2 separate regions of the Capra hircus genome follow, and region 2 is linked to region 1. The links are chromatin contacts, called in public Hi-C maps. All regions are on one chromosome and are shown on one strand. The core of a region is the stretch at or near the end of the contact, and the rest is flanking DNA. Distances in the headings are between cores, read along the strand shown.

The links. Hi-C and Micro-C count contacts between places; a contact is called where the count stands out from the background.
Region 2: a Hi-C map of liver shows a contact between it and region 1, with 2.4 times the contacts expected there. The contact joins two enhancer-like sites. A contact is called at or near these places in 3 of 5 Hi-C or Micro-C datasets (blood and liver).

The regions. Positions count from the first base shown.
Region 1 is chr19:19,998,838-20,003,090 of ARS1.2, reverse strand. It overlaps FAM222B (protein FAM222B), which reads left to right. Exons shown (of 3, transcript XM_018064321.1): 3 at 1-2,127. Among named protein-coding and RNA genes, the nearest start is that of TRAF4, 8.6 kb to the right of the region's middle. Within about 2 kb of position 2,295, at least 1 of the 5 cell types and tissues checked has an H3K27ac peak or open chromatin away from gene starts, as enhancers often do.
Region 2 is chr19:20,073,589-20,077,841 of ARS1.2, reverse strand. No RefSeq gene overlaps it. Among named protein-coding and RNA genes, the nearest start is that of MIR144, 7.6 kb to the right of the region's middle. Within about 2 kb of position 2,506, at least 1 of the 5 cell types and tissues checked has an H3K27ac peak or open chromatin away from gene starts, as enhancers often do.

The sequences.
Region 1 (4,253 bases), core at 1,046-3,545:
CCAGCCCCAGCAACTTTCGGGTTTATGTTGGGATCTAATCTCAACTCCCGGCTTGACTCTCCATTGCCTGCCTATCAGTCCAGTTCCTGCCCCATCTCCCCACCACCTCCTGCCCACCATTTTCCACCAGCCTCCTTTCCTCTTTACCTGCACCTCTCACTGTTGCCCTTAGGACTGAGGTATGGGCTAAGGGAAGGGTCCCCAGGCGAGGTAGTAGTCAGCATCCAGCCGTCTAAGCTAGGCCTCTCCCTGTCTGTCTCTCTTTCTGGGACTAAGAAGCCAGACTTCCCAAGTGCCCTGGGAGCCGATTTCTTATTTACCCAAAGACCTCAAATCAAAACTGACCAGGCCTGCATCTCCTCCCAGCCCTTCCTCAAGGCTTTATTTTTACACCTGCATTGAACCCAGAGCCACTGCACTCGTCCTTGCCACACTCCTCAAGGGCATCCTGCAAGCATGTGGCCGTGGCCTTGGGACATTGCGGGGGCAGCGGGCCGGGGAACCTGTCTTTGTATTGATACCTTGGTTCCTAACTCCCTTGCCTTCCCTAGAGCAATGCCAGGACATCTGGCTTATCCAAGACCTTCCTCACTGTTTGTCTCCTGAGTCACCTGCTGCCGTCACGCCCCACTCCCCCCTCACAAACAAAACAAAAAGCCAGTCTGTCTTGAGGAATTAGGTAGTAGGTATAGGATGATCACATTGGAGTTTGGAATTAAAAACACTGAAAAAAAAGTTAAACTGCATTTGGTTCTCTACACTGGCTAAGAATATTGCTCTACACTGTAAGTTTTAAACGTCCTGTTTCTGTATGAATGTAGCGTGGGTTTGAGTAGCAATGTGTGTGAGCGGCCCCACAGGTACATTCACTGTCTAGTCACCTTCCGCAGCCCCTCAGTTTAATGAAGGAAAAAAAACTCAAAGCCTTAAGCTCTTTGACTTCTCCTTTACCAAATGAGCATGGTTCCAACAGCTGGAGATGGGCCTCTATTGGAAACAGCCCCTCCTGCCCCTCGCCCTTCCCTCACCCACTCCACGCTCAGTGTCTTTCCCAGGTGACAGTTAGTTGGCTAGAAATTTTTAACTTTTCTGTAACTTAGGTTATGTTTTGTTGTAATGGTTTGCACCCTCCTGTTAAAGATACATAGTTGGGCGGGGGGTTTTTTTTTTTTTCCTTTAAACCATATAAGTCCTACCCTTTCATCTTGTCTCTGGGGAATGTGAGCTGATGTTATTTAAGATTCTTGGTTTTGTTTACTGTACTATCCACTGTTCTTTAGCCAGAAATTCTCTAGTGATCTGAAGCAATGTGACTGAAGACCAGTTTTTAAATTATGTGTTGGCAAGTTGCCTTATATTTAAAAAGAAAAAACAAGGAAAAATAATGCCTGATTGTGTTATGCCAAATGATAGCAACAGGAAAGCCCTAATTTATTGTTCCCCATTGTTTTGCTGCCGTCTGTAGACACTGGTACCTTCCTGTCCTGAGCCCCCAGGAGCGCCAGCAGCTTCTGGTGTGATGCCTTCTCCCAGTGTGTTGGCCACCATCTCACCCAGGGGCCCCTTCCAGTTCTTGCTTCTCTTGAGTTAAATTCTCTGAAAGGACACCACTGTCTCAGCTTATCCCCTGCTTGATCTCTAAACCAGATATTTTTGCTGTAATTTTCTTCCAATGCCTCTCTCCCCAAAAGGTGAGCTGCCATTTTAGGAAATTGGACCAGACACCAACTTGGGGGCTTAAAAATCAAACCTCAAACCCATCTCTTCCTGTGTAGGGGTGCATCTGAAGCTCTCACTCCCACCCCTAGTCTGCATGGAAAATGTACTGTGACCCCCCGCCCCCCACTACCCTCACTTTTGGTGGGAGATGTTTCCTAGTTCACCCTGAGCCCCTCTTCCCCTCTGCCAGCCAACCCCCAACCAGCAATAAGGGTCCACGCCAGGGCCTCCTCCCACACCCCAGCCTCCATTCCACGCTGCCCCTAGAGAATAATCTGGGTCTCCTGCCGTCCGCATACTGTAGCGTTCATTCTCCGTCTCCCTCATCCTCTCACCTGTGGCGGTTTATGGGGGGGGTGGGGTTTTTAAGATTATTATAAACCAGTAAAAAGAGAGAACTCACCTTTTGATCTTGTCCTATTCGTTAATGCTTGTTTCAGATGATCTTTCTTAACGGTTTTTAATACTTTCTACAAGTAATTTCTCATTTTTAAAGGGCCGCCTAGAGTATTTGTCCCGGTCAGAAGCCCTCCCCACCCATCATCCCAGGGCAGGTGTGCTGAGTCAGCCCCTGGAAGGGGCACCCGCCTGACTGGCCATCTCCCCTGGGCAGGGCTGTGGGGGGCTTAGTCGGACTTGATGGTTATGTTCGCTGCCCCTCACTGGAGGCCCAGTTCAGTGTACTGCCGTGTTCAAGGACCATCAGTCACTGAAAAATGGGGATCTGGTTTGTGAATAAGCCCACTTAAGACTGAATGTCCCTCCCCTCCCCCTTGAAAATCTTGGAATTTCTGAGGACCTCTGACAAGTGATAAGTGTTGTAATAATCTGTAACATGAAAAGTGGCCCTCTTGGCAATTTCAGTCTTAAAATGTTGAGTACTGATTGGAGATTTTTTTTTTTTGTCTCGGGGGCGGGGGAATCCACAACAGCTCTTTAGGTCTCCTCTTCCTGCTGAGTTTGGGTCTGGGCTAAGATGTGATGGAGGGAAGGAAAGATCCCACAGGCTGTGGAACTCAGTGAGTGTGCAATCAGATGGTTAATAGGTGGTTCTCCAAACTGATGGAGTTGAAAGCACCTTGAGCATGCCCTTGTCTATGGGGTGTTTTTTTGTGAAGGTACTTTTTGCCTTTACTCCTCATCCCATCCGTGTGAAAGAAAACTCTCCCACTCGTTAGTGACCTACAGTCAGCCTAGAGTAACAAGGCTAAACAGTAGACAGTTGAGCCCCACTCACACTGTGATGCAAAACCTGCCTTGAGTTCCATAAGCAATTATGACCACCTGCAGAGGCAAGGAATGAGCAGTATGGGTATGGGGTCAACCAAAGGAGGAACCTACCGCCTGGCATGGTGCAGTGGCTCAGTGCTGCCAGCAGGGGGAGAACTTGATCTGGGGAGGGGGGCGTCTGGCTTCTGCTGAAAGGCTAACGCAGAAGAATTTCCACCTGTTGGTGCTGGAAACCCAGATCTGTGCTTAAGGCATTTTTTCTGCTAGAGCCCATGGTCTTTTACCAGCTTCCAGGCCTCACTATACCAAGATGGTTCAGCTCATGAAAGAGCCATGTTTCTCAGCAAAGCAGCCAGGGCTTCGTCTCTCCCTAGATGAGTGAATTTGACCTTTTGAAGGTTTTGGTTAGTTCCTCAGGCTTGCTGTCTCAGGCATAGACCTTTCCTGTCACTTCTGGTAAGGGTTCTTCACCTGAGTCTTTGGCTGGGAAAGCAGAGACAGTAAACTACAGCCTTTGAACCTTCTCCTTCCCATACTCTGAGCCTGAACAGTATTTTCCATACACAGGCCTCTTAGGGCCAGGCAAGAGTAAGGCCCTTTATGCTGATGAGTTAATCTTTACAACAAATCTAGCAGGATTACTCTCATTTTACCAGCGAGAGTAAGGATGTCATGTAGCTAAGTAACTTGCCAAAAAGCAAGCATAGCGAAGATCCAAAACCAAATCTATTGCCAAAATTAAAGGAAGCTAATCTAGGGATTGCTGGAGCTTAAAACAGAATCCAGTGATAAGGGGAAGAAAAATCCAGGCCCTGCCCCCAAATAGCTGGAAGATCACTGAAAGTTCAAATATGGATAATCACAGGCACCCCCTTTGAGGCCTGTATGAAAAGCAAGTGTGGATGGGGAAATCCAAGTGCTTTGAATACCTCGAAGGCTTTTGGAGTTAGGCTAACATTCACCAAGTGCTCACAGTCATCCCTCATTATCCACAGGGAACTGGTTTAAGAATTTCCCAACTCAGAGTCCACAGATGTTCAAGTCCTTGATAGAAAATAGCATAATGTTTGCATATAACCTACACACAATTTACAGTGTGCTTTAAGTAATCTGTAGATACAATGTAACACCAGGTGAATTTGCCCATGAGTGGCCAATAAGTTTTGCTCTTTGTAGCTTTCCCCAAGTGTTTCAGTTTACTCCTTCTTGATTGAATTCAAGGATGTGGAACCCACAAAGGACCGACTGTATCTTGTGCTAGGTGGGAATTTGCACTGTCTTCAAAGGTCCTTTTAGTGAAATAA
Region 2 (4,253 bases), core at 1,257-3,756, 75 kb before region 1:
CTGCGACCCCATGGACTGTAGCCCGCCAGGCTTCTCTGTCCATGGGATTCTCCAGGCAAGAAGACTGGAGTGGGTTGCCATGCCCTCCTCCAAGGGATCTTCCGGTAGAAGCATAGAGTCTTAACCATTATTTAAGCTTCCAAATTTGGGGATAATTTGTTGCACAGTGATGAATAGTGAGACAAGCACGCATAACTTCATTAGTCATCAAGGAACTGCAAATTCAAACCATAACAGATACCACTCCACATCCACCAGAATGACTAAAATAGAAAAGAGCAACAATACCAAGCGTAGGGCAGGATATGGAACAACTGGAAATTTCACATACATCCTGCAGAAGTGTACATCAATATAACCACTGTGAAAACCTGTTTGACAGAAGATAGTACAGGTGCATGTGCGTGAGCTCATTTGTGTCCGACTCCTTGCAACCCCGTGGACTGCAGCTCACCAGGCTTCTCTGTCCTTGGGATTCTCCAGGCAAGAATACGGGAGTGGGTTGCCGTGTGCTTTCTCCAGGGGATGTTCCTGACTCAGGGATCCAAGTCTCCTGCATCTCCTTCATTGGCAGGCAGATTTTTCACCACTGAGCCGCCATAGTACCTACACTTGCCTGGAAAATTCCATGGGCAGAGGAGCCTGGCAGGCTACAGTCCATGGGATCGCAGAGTTGAACACACACACACACCCCTGAACATAAGCATGCCCTTTGACCCAACCATTCCAACCGCAGCAGATATATGCATACATATATGTACAAGAATACTGGGAGTTCCCTAGTGGGCAGGTGATTAGGATTCATCCCATCGTACAACATCCAAAAAAGCAGGCAAAGCTAATCTATAGCATTAGAAGTCAGGATAGAAGTCACCTTTGGAGAGAAAGAGGGGAGTAACAGAGAGAGGACACCGGAGGCTCCTGGCAACGTGCTGTTTCTTGACCTGGATGTTTGTTGCATGGGTGTGTTCACTTTGTGATAATTCACTTATGAGTTGCGCATTTTTTAAAAATATATGTTGTACTTCAATAAAACAGTTAATTCAAGAATAAATTGTCTCAGTGGGTGTATACATATGCCCAAACTTATCAAATTATGCTTTTTTTTTTTTGGCTGCCCAGCATGGCATGTGAAGTCTTAGCTCCCTGATGAGGGATTGAATCTGTGTCCCCTGCAGTGGAAGTCAGAGTCTCAATGCTAGACCACCAGGGAAGTCCCACAGTGTGCGTTTTTAATGAGTGCAGTTTATGGTCAGTTACACCTCAATAAAGTGTTTTTAGAAATTAAAAAAAAAAAAGAATAAATTGCCTCCAAGGTTTTTTGACTGGTCTAGAATGGAGCTGTTATTTACTGAAATGGGAGAAATAGTTGAAGGAACAGAACTGAAGTGGAATCAGGACCTCGATTTTGAACATGTTAAGTCTGAGGTACCTATTAGAGAAATTTGCCAAGTAGGAGATTCACTTTACCCATTAGTGTCTGGGAGAGGCTTGGCTTGGACACAGGACTTAGGGAGTCATTCAGTGTGTAGACAGTATTTAAAGCTGTGAGACAAGATGAGCTCAACGAAGGCATGAGTGTAGGTGTAAAGAGAAGAGGTTCAGAATTGAGCGCGAGGCCACCTATGTGTCGTGCACACATGTTGAGTCATGTCCGACTCTTTGTGACCCCATGAACTGTACCCCCGCCAGGCTCCTCTGTTCTTGGGATTCTCCAGGCGAGAATACTGGAGTGGGTTGCCATTTCCTATTCCATGGGATCTTCTTGACCCAGGAATAGAAATCTCCTGTGACTCTCCCATCTCCTGCATTGGCAGATGGATTCTTTACTTTGTTGTTGTTATTGTTGGATTCTTTTCTATTGAGGCACCTGGGAAGCCCTGGGGCCATCTGTAGTGGGGATGTTATAAGGACTGAATGATAGCGCTCACGTTCGCATCAAGTATGGCACTTTATGAGCACTTAGCATGTAGGAGCTGGTATCCTTTGCTTGGTAGCTGGCTTATAAAGCCCTCTTGCAGGCATTTCTTTCTTCAGATTTTAATTTGTTTTCCAACTGATTATTAAAGTGATATGTGTGTCTTTCTCATGTAATCCCTGAGTCAACCCTGTGAAAAGAGCTACTGCCCTCCGTTATATGAAATCACCAAGGGGCATGGATGTGGAGAAACTTGCCTGAGGTCACACAGGGTCTGAGCTAGAACCAGAACTGGAAGCCAGACTCCCAGACTCTGAGGCTCCTGTTCTCTTTTCACTACTTCCTGCTGACTTTCAGAAAAGGGAGGCCTGGGTGAACTGCACCAGGCCCTAACCAGGAGATGGTCCTGTTTAGCCTTCGTGTCAGAGAAGTTGGCTAGCCAGAGAAGACGACCAGAGGGGCCTGGGAAAAGACAGGGGTCTTGCTGAAAGAGGCTTGAAGGATGCTGGAGACATGAAACGGGCAATGATAGGGGGAGGGGGGAAGGGTGAGTCATCATGCCTGCCCGAGTGAGGAGAACCAGGCCTTGTCCCCAGAGTCTGGAACCAGACTCAGTCGGGGTGAGGGCCCAGCACAGAGGGGGTTAAGCCCTGGAACCTTTGCCAGGGTGGAGATGGGGGCTGCCATGGGGAGCCTCCTCTGGCCTGATAATCCGGGCTGCCTATCTCTTTCACAGCAGCTGTGAAGCAGAGAGGTTGTCCTGGCAGGGAGGGAGGGAGGCAGGGGCCAGGCTGATGGCGGGAAGGATTTGAGAAGGGAGGAACACCCAGGCTCCCTGGAGATGCTTCCCCACCTAACAGCCACCTTCAGGACGGTACCAGGAGACAGAAGTGGGCATGGCCTGAGTCTGGACATGGGGCCTCCCACTGACCAAGAGAACTGGGAGCTAATGAACAGAGCTAGGGAGGCGTGGGCTAGGAAGTTTCTATTTCTGCCTCAATGTGAGCCTGGGCAGGTGTGAGCTCCCATGCATACCTGGCAGGTATGTGAGTGAGCACGCAGGCCTCAGCTAAACATGCCCCCCTGGGGAGGATAAGCAGGAAAAGCCATGCAAAGCCTGAAGGGAAGGAGACTGGCGTTTGCTGATCTCCTGTTACCGATGAGGCAGGCTCCAGGTTACAAATTTTCATCTTTATGTCTCATTTCACCTGTACTACAGTCAGGAAAAAGATGGCATTTCTAAGCCTGTTTTCCCTGGTGGCTCAGACGGTAAAGCGTCCGTCTACAATGTGAGAGACCTGGGTTCGATCCCTGGGTTGGGAAGATTCCCTGGAGAAGGAAATGGAGACCCACTCCAGTACTCTTGCCTTGAAAATCCCATGGATGGAGGAGCTTGGTGCAGGCTACTATCCATGGGATCGCAAAGAGTCAAGCATGACTGAGCGACTTCACTTTCTCTCTTTCTTTCTTTCTTTCTTACTAAGGAAGGCAAGTTTCCACGAGTTGGGCGGGGCCCAGGCCCACTTGGTAGGTTGTGAAGGAGCCTGGGCTCTGACGGATCCAATGCCACACTTTGCCCTCTGGCTCTGCGTCAGTCCTGGGCTGGTGGTCAGGGAGGAAAGTTAAGACTTCTCAGGCACGACCCCTGAACAGTACAGGCTGAGGTTCTGGTTCAAGCGGCAGATGGCCTGGACTGTGAGTCCAGGGCAGTGAGCTCCATGCGAGGGCCCACTTCAGGAACCACAGGAGGTCAAAGAAAGGAGAGAGGAATGTTGGTGGGTTGGAGGTGACCAAGAGCAGGTGTGGAAGAGGCTAAACGAGGGGTGGGACGGGTGGGAGGATCTGAGGAAGCAGAAGCCGGGAGGGAATCCTGGCTTCATGGGGAGCTTCCCACACACTCTTTCACTGAGTCTTCCCAAGGTAGGCCCCAGTTTAGAGACGAGGAGGCTGAAGCTCATCCTGAGAGACGAAGCAAGCCATGTGCTTAGTAGGTAAATGGCAAAGCTCAGGTCTGATTCCACTGCGTCTGAAAGGCCCCACAGATGCACACACGAAATCAACCTCATTCATAGCAGCTTTGGGCCTGGAGTCAGGGATCTAGAATTTGGAGAGTGGGGTTGCTGTCCTGCCTGTTTTCCTGACTACTGTGTGACCCAGGGCCCTGAGTTTCCTCCTGGAGCTTCAGTTTCTCTGTTATAACATTGGCAGGCAGTCATCTTTTGGAGACTGATGGATGGTGACAAAGCCCCCAGGGAAGCCATTGCTAGGACCCACCACACCTGAGTTCGTTGCTCACCTCGTGTGCTTGCTCGTGGGGCCAACAGGCTTACAGTGT